2 separate regions of the Mus musculus genome follow, and region 1 is linked to region 2. A link is a contact called in public HiChIP or PLAC-seq data. All regions are on one chromosome and are shown on one strand. The core of a region is the stretch at or near the end of the contact, and the rest is flanking DNA. Distances in the headings are between cores, read along the strand shown.

Evidence for each region. HiChIP or PLAC-seq counts read pairs in DNA pulled down with a chosen protein or histone mark.
Region 1: a contact with region 2 is called in an H3K27ac HiChIP or PLAC-seq map of VIP interneurons, with 6 times the contacts expected there. The contact joins the promoter of Tent4a here to the enhancer-like site in region 2. A contact is called at or near these places in 9 of 39 promoter capture datasets (the 3T3-L1 cell line, cranial neural crest, embryonic stem cells and 4 more), 5 of 484 Hi-C or Micro-C datasets (the G1E-ER4 cell line, the N1E-115 cell line, cortical neurons and 2 more) and 12 of 115 datasets of contacts at active chromatin or transcription factors (VIP interneurons, bone marrow-derived macrophages, craniofacial prominence and 4 more).

What each region holds. Positions count from the first base shown.
Region 1 is chr13:69,528,389-69,535,369 of GRCm38.p6, reverse strand. It overlaps Tent4a (terminal nucleotidyltransferase 4A), which reads left to right and starts at 1,506. Exons shown (of 13, transcript NM_198600.2): 1 at 1,506-1,882. It overlaps A930018O16Rik, which reads right to left and starts at 1,055. Exons shown (of 1, transcript XM_011244606.3): 1 at 1-1,055. The coding sequence starts at 1,055. The coding sequence ends at 174.
Region 2 is chr13:68,602,866-68,609,237 of GRCm38.p6, reverse strand. The region is part of intron 1 of 1700001L19Rik (RIKEN cDNA 1700001L19 gene); the gene reads right to left. It overlaps Gm34903 (a long non-coding RNA gene), which reads left to right and starts at 5,445. Exons shown (of 2, transcript XR_382605.2): 1 at 5,445-6,372. Within about 2 kb of position 1,472, at least 48 of the 459 cell types and tissues checked have an H3K27ac peak or open chromatin away from gene starts, as enhancers often do. A contact at or near this core is called in the N1E-115 cell line, VIP interneurons, cortical neurons and 4 more, where this site is marked.

The sequences.
Region 1 (6,981 bases), core at 257-2,756, 930 kb before region 2:
AAAACGCCAGAGATAAAACATTCATTCGCATTAACGCTACTGACTGAAGGCAGTAAGCACGCTACCTGGCCCTTACTTCCACCTTGGTACAGTGTGAGAAGGGCCAAGTACTTGGTAAGGTTTGCTCCACGGTGGTACAGACCACGAGGGAAGCAGTTCTCTTATGCTCAAAATTAGCGGAGCCCGGATGCAGAGGCCCAAGGACGGCAGAGGCAGAGCGGGCACCCGCTGGGCTGGACCCGCACACCAAACGCACAGGACACCAGAGCTGCTTCCGGCTTCACGGGCCGTGGCGCCCGCACGCGGCGCATGCCAGAGCAGGCGCGTTTGGTGGAGCGCGTTGCGAGCGACGGGCCACGCGTGGCCGGCTCTGCCCAGTCACTCCACCGTACAGAGCACGCGAGGAGAAGGCGGGAGGGCGGGGGCTCGACCCGGTGCAGTCGCAGCGGTTTCGTTTTCCCAGGCGGTCCGCGACCGCAGCACACCAGCCGGCGCGGAAACTTCCACCCGGCACGCTGGCGTGTCTGCGCACGCGCAGCGCGGCCCACACAGCCCAGCGCCGACCCGCACCCGCCCCTCCGGCCCCGCCCTGTCTGTCTGGTCTGCATGCGCCCGCGCCACTGTCTCTCCGCCGCCGCCCGGAGCGCGCAGTGCGCAAGCGCGGTAACCAAGGCGGCGCTGTCTAGTGAGGATTTGAAATCCCCGCGCGTGCGCACTGCGCCGCGGCCCGCGAGGGAGGCCGCGCCCCCGCGCCGCCGCCCCCGCGCCGCCTCCCCGCCCCTCATTGGAGCTGAGGCGGCGGCCCCCATCCCTCTCCGTTCCCGGCCGCCGCCGAGGGCGTCTTTCCGCCGCCGCGCCGCAGGAGCGCCGTGACTGACTGACGGCCCGACGCTCTGGGCCCGCCCCCTCGGCCGGTCACCGCCCCTTCGATGGCCTCTCCCTGCCGCCCGCACGCTACGCCGCCGCCGCCGCGGCCCCCTCGCCCTCCCCGCGCCGCCTGAGCCACCGGGACCGCAGCTGCGCCGCGCGCCCCACCGAGCGCCGCCCGCGCCCATCCGCGCGCACCGGAGCGCGGCCCAGGCCCGTCCGTCCGTCCGTCCGCGCGGCCGGCCCGGGGCGCGGCGGGGCGGGGCGCGGCGGGGGCGGGGCGCGGCGGGCGACGCGGGCCCCGCGGGGGCGGCGCGTGGATGGATCCGCGCGTGGCCTGGATCCAGCCGGAGCAGAAGGGGCCGGCCAATGCCCTGTGGATGCAGATCTGGGAGACCTCGCAGGGCGTGGGCCGTGGCGGCTCCGGCTTCGCGTCCTACTTCTGCCTCAACTCGCCGGCGCTGGACACGGCGGCCGCGCCCGGGGCGGCGGGGCGCGCAGCACCAGCAGCAGGAGGCCCGGGGCCGGCGCCCGCCGCCTCGTCCCCGCCGCCGGCGCCCGGCCCCGCCGCGCTGCCCCCGGCGCTGCTTACCGCGCTAGGGCCCGCGGCGGACAGCGCAAGACGCTTGCACAAGTCCCCGTCGCTGTCGTCGTCGTCGTCCTCGTCGTCGTCCAACGCCGAGTCGGGCACCGAGAGTCCCGGCTGCTCGTCGTCGTCCTCCAGCAGCACCTCGCTCGGCCGCGCCGGCAGCGGCCGCACCTTCTTCAGCTTCGCCGACGGTGCTGCCCACGCACACCCGGGCCCACGCGGCTCCACGCCCGCCGGCTCGCCGCCGCAGCACCAGTTCCACCCGGGTCGGCGGAAACGCGAGAACAAGGCCAGCACGTATGGCCTCAACTACCTGCTGTCGGGCAGCCGCGCGGCCACGCTGAGCGGAGGGGGCGGCCCCGGGGCCCAGGCGGCGCGGCCCGGCACGCCGTGGAAGAGCCGCGCGTACAGCCCGGGCATCCAGGGGTGAGTGCGCCCGAGCCGCGGGGCTGCCAGCGGCGCGGGCACTTTAAAAACTCCGTTGGATCGAGATCCACCAGGCAGGGGGGATTGACAGTTCGGGATGGAGGCCTAGGGCTAGACTAGAAAGTGGTTCCTTTCTTTCCTCTGCTCCAGGGCAGGGAAGCAAGGGCTGGCTGTCAGAGTGGGAAGCGTTTACGCGTGTTCTTTCCTGTAGGCTAAATCCTGTATCTTAGTGTAGTGAGGTTGAATGTAAAAAATTTTTGTTCCCTTTTTTTGAGACAGTAGGTTTTTGGTATTGGTGCAGTTTAGCCATCAAGTGAGGTTTAGAAGTGGAGTCTTGTGTGTGTTGAGGTTACCTCGTACGTTTTAATTTTGGGCAGACGTTCACAGAAAGACCGTCACCTGGGGTTTCTGAAAACCACCTAATAGTACTCAGGTTTTTTTCCTGTGAACTCACAGGAAGGTGTTTTCATTTAAAAATTTTTCCATAAGGCTCAGAGGACCTTAGCGGTTTAATGTCCCCAATGACAGCAAGGTGGGGGTGTTGGTCTGGAATTGCCCCAGGTGAGACTTTTCTAGTATGAAGCTCTTCATTCAACCTATTGGTTGAATTTCTGAACATCTAGAAACAAAATAGTGGTTGTGTAGTCTCAAGACTGGTGAGCTTGATTTGCCTCAGTTCCTGCCGCTCTTAAAGGGCGTCTAACCTCCCCCCCTCCCCCTCACTCCAGGGAGCGACATCCCCAGTTCAAGTCCACCCGGGTGGTTGCTAGGCCCTGGGACTCCTTTGAGGTAACTTCTTAGGGGGCTGTTTGCGGTTTGAGGTCTGTGGGGAACACGGATACTCTTTAAGGGGTTGGGGGTGTTACATAGAAACAGTTGTCCCCTCTGCAACTTGTTTCACCTGCCTTGGATCTTTGGGTCGGGATTCTCCAGCATGCACTACAAATCCAGGAGGAGCCTGGTTTCTTCTGCCAGTTCCCCCGCAGTGCTTGCTTGTAGAACTTTGTGAGACAGGTGTGGCCGTGGACCTACGGGAGGTTTCTGGATTGTTACATAACTGTAATGGACATGGTGTCTGCCGGGAGACGGATCCTAGCCTCTGACAGAGTTCCACTTGGGTACTTAGGCATCAGCAGCATGATCTGCCCCTCGGTGAGAGTTGTGTCCCTTGATGTGGTCTCTCTGGTGGTCTGTAAAGCTGGTCAGCCTCTGTGTGTTCTTCTGTGGCGTTTTGTTAGTATGTGTGCCTCTGTGGGCTAGGTGTGCTTTTAGAGTCTAGCATGGGTGCAGTTGGCATGGGTGGCATGTATTTCTATTGATCCCACAAGCATGGTCCCTTCTTTAAATACCCTCCCTTCCTGGTACAGATGAACATTGCCACCTGGGTATTCATACTTGGCTCCTGTCACCCTACTCCCAAGTCTGTAGTTCTTGATTAGCCGCTGTCCCCCAAGTCTGGGTCTCTCTTCCTATGTCAAGCACATTGTAACCACTCTCTGGAGGAGGATGCTCAGGCAGTCCAAGACTGGGGTCTTCTGTGCACTGTGGCCTAGCCTGTGTCCTTGGTCAGCAGGGTCAGTGGGATGAGGTTCTACCAGCCCCCAACTTTCACGAGAGCCTCCATTACTTCCCCCACCCACCCAAGAGAGATGAAGGCCTGACTCGGTGGTGCTTGGGCTCTGCCACTCTTCTTGCCTGAGCCCTGCCTCAGAGCCCCACTTGCTCACTTTAGGGTTCAAAACCCAGCTAGAGTTTAGCGTTGGATGCTGCCTGGTGACTCTTCCTTTTCTGTCTAGGTGGCATGTGTTGAATGGTGACTCCTGGAGGAGGAGCTTGCTAACTGGCTTGGCATGTGTGCGTGAGAGAGTGCCTCCTGAGAGGGTACCTTGTCTGTTTCCTACTGTGACTGACCTCTCGAGGGGGTGGGAAGGAATTAGTGAACGGGCACCAGTAGAGCTGAGCCCTATATGTTAACAGTAAAGGTGGCTCCAACTATTGCTGGTTGCTCTCACGTGAGCTGATCTTGGATGGCAAAAAAAGGACCTGTCTGAAGCTAGTCTTGTGCTGTGTGGGGCCAGCACCAAGCCTGGCTTAGCAAGAGACACAAGTAAGGTTAAGTGTTGGCTTGAGCGTGGCCCAGTTAACAGTGAGGGGGCCTGTTATGTTAGTGAGAGGCTGCTGAGCTTGCTTTCTGCTGCTGGGGACGTGCCTTTGGGGGACTCCGCAGACCTCCAGAAAGGGTGAGTGGTTTTCTGGTGGGGTGAGAGTCTGGGTCTCTGCCCAGGTGGACACGGGGCACTTGCACCTTTCAGCTCTCTGGGTGGAGTTTGCCCTTGGAAACTGCTAGACTGCTTTCGATCCCGGGTAGGATGAAGAAAGCGGACAGGGCTTAGTGTAATGAGCTTGGGGAGGAGAGAAGGTGAGCCCTGCTATGGGAGCTCCCCTGAGCCCAGCTCTGAAACCTTCCTTGGGACATGGCAGGCATAATGTCAGATGTGCCTCTGCATGAGTTTCTTGCTTAGGATGGAGGCAGGCATGGGCAGGCTCTCTGGGTCCTCCCTCCCCCCTTTAACTAACTCACTGTGCCTTCTGAGTCCTTAACTCTGACCCACAGTGTGATTCCTTAGTCCTGGGCAGTCTCAGTGGCTTTAGAAGCTGCTTTGGGTTAAAAGTAAAGAGCATTCCCCTGGAAGTGAGGATTGGAGTGTGGTCCTGACCTCCCTGGTGTCTTGCAGGAGTGCAGATGGACAGGGGAGGCCCCAGCCCTTGCATACACCTGCAGCCCCATGACTTGAGTTGACTCTGAAGGTTGTGTCCTCCCAGGTGTGCCTACAGTGGGCAGCTTCTCTGCAACTCTCTTCACCATAGTTAGTCTTTGAATGTGTCCTGTGCCCTTGGCGACAGGAGTCCCGTTGTCCGTCTGAAGCCGGAGAAGCCTCCAGTGTCAGCAGTTACAGCTTGGCTGTGACTGATGGTGCTCTCAGGGCTGTGGGGTGATTCCCTCCCAGCTCCATGACTGCTCTTTTTGCTGTTCTCCTGTGAGGGAGTCAGAGCTCGGTGGAGCAGCCAGGTTCCCTCTCCTGCAGCACAGCTCCTGGCTGTTCTGACAGAAGCAGATGGCCTTTCCTCAGAAGGCTCCATTGGGAAGGCACAGGTGAGGGCCCAGTGGGTTGTGCTGTGGAACACAAGTGTAGTCACTGCTATCTCCCTCCCTGTCTTCCAGTGAGCATCAGGGGATGCACGGGAGGGAAGAGGGAATCAGGGAAGCTGTAAACCCCGCCTGTGCAGGTGACAGTGGCATAAGAGGTTTCTTTCACAGAGATGCTCAAGGTTGAAGAGGGAGATGAGAACAGTATACTACACAGAGCTTGTTGTCATATGGACAGTGTTACCTCCTGTGCAACCTTCTCCAACTAAACAGCACCACTCTCTTGTCATGGCCAGTCTCCATACAGAACTGGAAAGGCTAGTGAGATGCTGTCCCGGGCAGCTGAGGGGAGTCCCGGAGAACTGCTGCACCACGGCTTGCTCAGGATGGAGAGCTGATGCTGGGGAAGGCTGCCCAGGAGGACAAGGCCAGTCTTCTCTTAGACTAGAATATTAAGCAGGCTGGCGCAGTCCTTTGGAAAAGAGGCCCTAGGGTTGGGGAGGCCTTGGGTTTGGTTCCTAACACCAAGGAGAAAAGCAATAGAAACAAAGAAACAAACAACCATAAAAATAAAAATGGAGTCCCTGAGTAATTTTGAAGAAAAACCATCTAATGCTCATGCTGTGTAAGTTAAGGAGGGCGGGCATCCGGGTGTCCTGGCGTCTGGGTGTCCTGGCGTCCTGTGGCTGGGATATTTGGATGAAGAAGCAGGGCTGCTTCCCCCTTAGAAGCAACACACCTGTGGCTTAAAAGTAATTTTTAAGTAAAAAAATTTTTTTAGATTTTTTTTCATACTGTTATTTACATATTTGATTCTTGTGTATGTGCTTATGTGAGTTTATGTGCATCACATTTACAAATGTCTGCGGTCGCCAGAAGAGGGCATTGGATTCCTCTGGACGTGTAATGACAGGCAGCTGTGGGCAGCCAGATGTGGGTGCTGGGAACAATCTGGATTCTCTGCACGTGCTCCCAACTGCTGGACAGCCCATCTAGCTCTTTAAGTAGACATTTAAAAGGAAAAAAAGAAAATATGACTTTAAGACTTGTGCTTCAAAGTCTTGGTTATTTTTGATGACAGATGTGAGCTTTTGGGCATCACCTTGAAAGATTTCATACCAAGTATCCTTTGGGAGCAGGGATACCAGTCAGTGCACCATGGACAGAAAGGATGCTGTGCCTTGGTAAGGTGGTATACCTAAGAAAGTAAACCCGGATGCTCACATTCAGAGACATGGTTTTGATGATGCAGACAGAACTCAAGCTGCAGGGGTGCCCGCCCTTTCCAGGAACCATCTCTAGTGCTTGCTATGGCTGGTATTGCTGTGATGAGGCTAGGCCAGAGGCTCTGCCCAGCCTGTCAGGGTTGCTTTAACCTTAAATAAAGTTGGATGGTATGCTAACCCCATAAGGCTGCCCAGGAGAGTGTGGCTTACAGCAAAGTGAAGTTGGTGATGCCCTCTGCATGCCTCTGAGTGGGGCAGCCATGTCGTCTTCCCATTTGGCATGTGCACGGACTCAGACAGCATTGAACTCTTGATACGTCTCCATTGTTCACTGTTTCTGTGGTCAGGTAGCAAAGTCCAGTGCACTAGGCTTGGACCGGTTATCTCATCAGTCACATCCTTCCGGTCACTTGAGGATGGCTTGGGTGAGTTCTCTATTCAGCAGGGCAGAGGGCTGAGTGTCAGCTGCTTGTTGTCACATCTGTCTCCAGAGCCGGCTCATAAGCACATTCCTGTAGTTTCAGCACTTGGGGAGACTCCTCAGAGGGCTCACATGATTGCATAGGCCAATTCGGATGGTCTGTCTTCAGGCCATGCAATGCAGTGTGGTCTATAGACTATTCCATCAGAACCACAAGTTTGGGCATGGGTTGCTGTCTGCCACACACTGGCATTGTTTAGTAGGAAGACAGCATTGATGTGGGAAGAGGAGGCCATGGTTGTCT
Region 2 (6,372 bases), core at 223-2,722:
AGGAAAATGTCACAAAGAAAACATCAATCACTTTGACTCTCTAAAATAGGCATTTGCTTATCAAATAAATCTAAGTTTCTTTAAAAACCCATTTTAAGTCGTGACAAAGAAATCTCAGTCATGAACACTCAGTGCAGATCTGTTGCTGCAGAAGCTGATGGCCTCCAGCCCTCACAGGCAGAGCAATGCTTTCTGGGAGAAACAGAAAGGACCCTTCAGTAGCACAGAGGAAGTTCAAACTTGGCACCCACTCTGCAGGAGTGGTGGGCCCATCCCTCTTCTAGGCCTTTTGAGGCATAAAGCTACTGGCTAAGCTGGGGAGAGGCCCACAGCAAGACAGCACTAACCTGAACGCCCACTGTAGTGTGTGTGTGTGTGTGTGTGTGTGTGTGTGTGTGTGTGTGTGTGTGTACTTCTGTGTGAGTGAATGAATCCATATATGGAAAGGTGGAGTTGTACCAAGCTGTCTGTAGGCCAGTAGAGGGCATCAGATCTCTTGGAGATGGAGTGATGGACACCTGTGAGCCACCTGATATGGGTGACACCTGTGAGCCACCTGATGTGGGTGACACCTGTGAGCCACCTGGTGTGGGTGGTAGAAACTGAATTCAGGTCCCTTGGAAGAACAGCAAGCACTTTTAACTACTGAGTCATCTCTCTCTTAAGCAATCGGATGGTAGTTAGGCATATGGTCTGGTCTCAGTTTTCTGTCTGCAAGCCCTCCTGCCCTGGCTATCCCTGTGCTGTCTGTAGGGTAGAAGGAGGTCAGCCACAGCTGACAGCATGAAGGACGAACCCTTGTGATCAAGTTGTTCTCTTCTAACCGCTGAGGACCGTATGCAAAAGTAGGCGTGGGCGGTCTTCCCCATCCCACGCCCAACAGTGCTCCCACTGGGCGTGTAGTCTGCTCAGGTAATGGGAGCCGCAGAAGAGGGGAAGCACCAACAGTAAGGAAACAAACTGCCAGGAAGGGAACAGTAAGGAAACAAACTGTGCTGTGTTTCTTGCCTCGAGCTTTCGGCCAGGCCACCCCTCCAGAGTGGGGTGGGTTCTGCTAGGGGGCGGAGCTTATCTGAGAAGGAGACCCAATGACAGAAGAACAGATTCAAGGAGAAAGGGGGCTTGTAATCACTGTTACAGATGCTCCACGTCACAGAAACCTATTGCAATATGCAACTTCCCAGGAGAAACGAAAAAACAAAGCAAAACAAAACAAAACAGTCTATTGGTTTTCATTTTAACGAGGTCTCCTAAAACTCTGTAAATAGGAGCAGCTAAGAGTCTATGCTGCCTCCTCCCAATTCCAGGGCGTTGCGAGCGCCTGGGCCATGTTGATCTGGATTAGGAAGCTCACTGCTTCTGGGCAAGGGCTGATGAAAACCCAGGAGCTCCCAGCCCCACCCTACCAGCCCGCCCCATCCTACCCTTGCCGCGTGTGTGCTGCATATTCAGAATGTTCCAGAGGGGGGAAAAAGGATGAATTTTTCTACTGCTGAAGAATAAGACTAAAAGGAAAAAAATTACTAGCAGACGGGCAGCCTCACAGAGCAAAACACTATCCGTCTCCTGTGTCTGAGCTGAGCCGAAGTGTGTCTTCCATTACAGAGCTTTCATCTTTTGTTCTTGTATTCCTTTGTGGCTTGAAGCAAGATGATTTTAATAAAAACCAATCGGGACTGAGATGCTATCACAACACAGACTTGGTGCTGCACAATTAAAATCTCTCAGATTCACCTGCCTTTCTCTGGAATTTAGCTTTAAAAAAAGAGCAAAACAGAAAATATTAACTTGTGACCTCTGCCTTTGTCTGCTTGCATTTTGAGCATTGCTTAAACATGGAAACGGTGTGTGCTACATGTGACATCTGATGTCCTGCCTTCAGTTTACCTCTTGTGCTTTCAAATCCTGTTACTGAGTAGTCTCTAGCCAGTTGAGTGTGTGGATGTCATCTGCTCAACGGTTGTCTGTGTCTTCCATTCCCATGTTTTACTGGGTCTGTTCCTTCTGCAGTTTGGGAAATAATTCAGCTGTGGAGATTTGATATCCATTGTTAGGTATTAAAAGGGCTGGACTTGATCTGAACACATTGCAAGAGGTGGTGCCTTCCAAGATGGCTGACTTTAGGTGAGGTTATCAGGGCAGTCTGGTCGCTCTATACTGAGTGAGACAGAGAGGCCATTGTGTTCAGTCCCAGCCTCTCAGAGAGCCATGCTCCACTGCAGGGAGCATGCTCCTGGCCTCTCAGTGTGCTCTGACTGCTCCAGGATGCTCAGCCAGTGAGACCATTAGTACCTGTGGTTTCTGGAAACTTGAGAACCATGACCTAAATAAACATTTTCTTTATAAGACACATAGCCTTGGGTATTTCATTGTAGTGATGGAAAATGAGCTAAAAATAACTCTAAGGGGCCATTTTAGGCTCCAGGACAGAAATGGAGGGCCCTCACTTTAAGTGAGACTATAGTCTGAGCCTAGGAAAAACACACACATACAAATATATAAAAATAATAAAATGCTAAAATATTACAAATAAAATGACAGCATGGAAAAATGCAGTGGCTTAAAAGAAGGGATGCTAAGCTCTTGTGTGCTCTGAGCTTGTAGACGTGGTAACGATCTGTGTGCTCTGGTTTTGTGGACATACCTTGGCATCTCTGATAATCACACAGCTAGCTACTACAGCTAGAACTCTGGAAAGCAACTTCTCAGGTGCTGTGGGTTGGGTTTTGTCCTCCAGAAGCCCTCGAGTTGAAGTTTTATACAAGAGAATATGGAATGCTGCCCTGCTCAGAAGCAGGGTTGCTGAAGATGTACTCAGTTAAGGTGATGTCATGCTAGCATAAGACAGCACTATGCAATGTGAATGGTGTTCTCAAGGAGCAGGAATTTGAAATAGAGACATATATCAGGAGAGACGGTCTGAACAGGACAAGAAGATGGCTATAAAGAAACAAAGGTGTTTCCCTCTGAGCCCACAAAAGGGACTGAACATTCCACTCTCCAGGACTCCAAAAGGTAAGTTACCATTGTTTTAAGCCATTAAGCCTGGACCACTTTGTGCTGCCCAATACACTCTACAAAAGCAGCTGTGTTCAGAACAACTGGGAAGCCAAAGTGGGGTTAAATCAGAGGCTACTGAAGCAGGGCCAGAAGCCTAAGGAGCACACTCCTCTGGTAAACTCAATTTGCTGACCACCTGAGTGGAAAACGTCACTAATACACAATTATACTCTACTCCTGACGACACAAGGAATTCCCTTGCTCCTCCCTCCTGCTCCCGCTGCTCCCGCTGCTCCCCCCTTTTCCCCCTCTCCCCGCTCTGCTGCTCCCCCTGCTGCTCCCCCTACCGCTCCCGCTCCTGCCGCTCCTGCTGCTCCTCCTCCTGCTCCTCCTCCTCCTCCTGCTCCTCCTCCTGCTGCTCTGGCTCCTTTAGTGAAGACACGTGACCAGTTCTACCCAATGGAATGTGATCTGAAGCGACCTGTGCCGCCTCAGCCAGAAGTATGGAAGAACCAGCACCCAGAGCCAGGTTGCCTGGAGTGGGAGCAGCCCAGGAGGTGGCTGCTGAGTGATTTAACTGTGCAAGGGCATACTGCCGACCCTACTGGACCTTTTGCATGAGAAACCAAGTCGCTGAGCTCTGTGGGGTTGTTTGTTGCTGCAGCAAAACTAGTCTTGTCCTGACTGATCCAAGTGGAAAGCTCTCCACTTTCCAGAAGTTACACTCTCACACAAATCACAAGCGTGAGGTTTAAAATAAACTGGGACCCAGGTCCTTTCTTTTCTCCTCCTTTTCCTATGACATCAAATATAAACATGTTCTTCTTTATCAGATTGAAATACTTAAATTCTGTGGGAAAGGAACAAAAGAGATGTGCACACTTTCATAATCTTTTTGACAATTTGTCACATGCTTATGCATACATGTGTGTGACAATGTGCTGTGATCACATTCACCGTTACCCTTGTCCATCTTCCTCCCACACTTGTACAAGATGACCCTTTGTACTTCCATGTGTGAATGTGTAGTGTGTGTGTGTGTGTGTGTGTGTGTGCATGTGTGTGAATATGTGTGTATGTCCCACTCAATTTAGTTAAGGCTGCCTGTGGTGCTTTCTTTTTTGTTTGTTTCTTCAAGATAGAGTTTCAGGGTTTCTCTGTGTAGTCCTGGCTGCCCTGGAGCTTGTTCTATAGAACAGGCTGGCCAAGAATGCAAAGATCCACCTGCCTTTTCCTCCCAAGTGCTGGCATTGAAGGCCTGTGCCACATATTTTTATGTAACTGCAATGAGAATAATACTATAGGCTCACCAAACACATTTCTATTTGAGAACAAGTTACAGAGTCAGTTCTCTATTGTCCTATAGTAGTCTGAACTAGGAAGGTGCTAAGATGCCACGGCATGCTATCTCTAGGCATATAGGCTCAATCTCTGTGTATGAAGAATTCAGAGAATTCAATTAATGACTCCATTGTCCTGGAGACTACAAGGCTCTGTAAACCATGGAACCACTGAGAGAGAAACCAGGCCTGAATAAGAATAAGCCAGTTAATATCCACCATCACAGGGAAAGAGTCTACGTGATCCCACACCTGATTGAGAAGATTCCAGCAGGTGATGGCTACTGAGGGATGGAGAGTCAATTTTCTTCAGGAGTATGGATTATAGGAGTTTGACCCAATGCTCTCAACACCAATGTGCATATGGGGAGCACTGATTTGACTCAGGTGAGTTGTGAAGAGGAGGAGGAAGAGGAGATGGAAGAGGTGGTGGAAGAGATGGCAAAGGAGGAGGAGGGAGAGGAGAATATAGTGGTGGAGGAAGAGAAAGAGATGGAGAAGTAGGGGGAGGAGACAGAAGAGGAGGACAAGGAGGAAGAGGAGAACAAGAAGATGGAAGAGAAGGGGAAAGGGGAGGGAGGAGGAAGAAGAGGATGGGGATGAGGAGGAAGAGGAGGAAGATAGATGGGGAGGAGTGGGAGGATAAAGATGGGGATGAGGGAAAGGGGAGGATGAGGATGGAGATGAGAAAGAAGGAAGGAGGAGGGAGAAGTGTCCAAGATAGGCTGCAAGTAGGGAGGGGAGCTGAATATGACGTCAAATGCATCCTAGTCATATACATAATTATCAGTGCGTATATAATAAAATTCATGTCCTTTTCAAATAAAGATATAAATAACCCTCATTATAATTTTTATATGTTTTTAAAAGAGGCACAGTGGGTTGTCAAATCACTGCACCAAGAGCTTTCCAGTACTCACATTGGGCAAAACATGAGAAATGAATCAATGTCTGTCATATGACACTTATTGTCTTCATTCCAATGTTGCCCTTTTATGAAACTAACTGCTCACTGCAGAAAAAAAAAACAGGCATACATAGACATACATGCAAACAGAACATAAACAAATAAAAAATATAAAAATAAATTTTAAATTAAAAAAATATTCTCAGTGCTGCCAGATGAGGGCAGCCAACCAAGCATAGAGTTCAGACGTGATGCTAAAAATGAGTCTTGTGGATTAGTAAGAACAAACTCTGCCATGATACTGGTTAAGCTTCTGGGTTGCTCAGGCATGGCCTAGCTCATCCTGACTACAGTGGAAATTACTTGTCAGTGGCTGCTACTCCTCTCTTCAAAGCTACTTGCCCACAAGCATATGACCTACTTTCAAAACTGTAAATCTCCAAGGTCATTGATTCTGTTAGGGCCTTGTTTGAGTTCTGGTAAGCCCAGAGCCTATCCTTGGGAGTCAGGCCAGTAGGCTAAGCTAAGAAAATGTTAACAGGAGTCACAACTCTGTAGTCTAGAAGGCTGCAGCTTGTCAAGAGTGGGTATCAGAACCTTTGAAGGTCTGTGCTTAACTGTTCTCCACGGCTTGCCTGCGGATAAGATCCTGTTCCTTCTCCTGGCGCATTGGAATCATAAGCTTTGACGATTTTTACAACTTCTCACATAAGAATATTTTACTCTTGAGCTGAAATTGGCAGAATTCCTTTCAACTGACTCACTTTTGTCTCGCTCTGGAAGAGTAGGTGGACTCCATGCATCCTGCCTTAGTTCTCAGACCCATCACTGAGGCCAGAGATTCAGCCTTTGTTGTCTGTGTCATTCACTTTTATCAATTCACTTCTGCCAGAGCTGGAACGTGATCCCTAAGAGCTCATGTGTTGGAGCTTGGTCTCAAAAAAAAAAAAAAAAATCCAGGCATAGTGGCTCACAGTTACCATCCCAGAGTTGAAAGGTAGAGTCAGGCAGACCCTTGGAGGTCACTGACCACCCACTCTTGCTTCCTTGGCAATCTCCACAACAGTGAGAGACCCTGTCAATGCTCAAAGGCTCAAGGTTGTCCTCTGGTCTCCATAGATATGG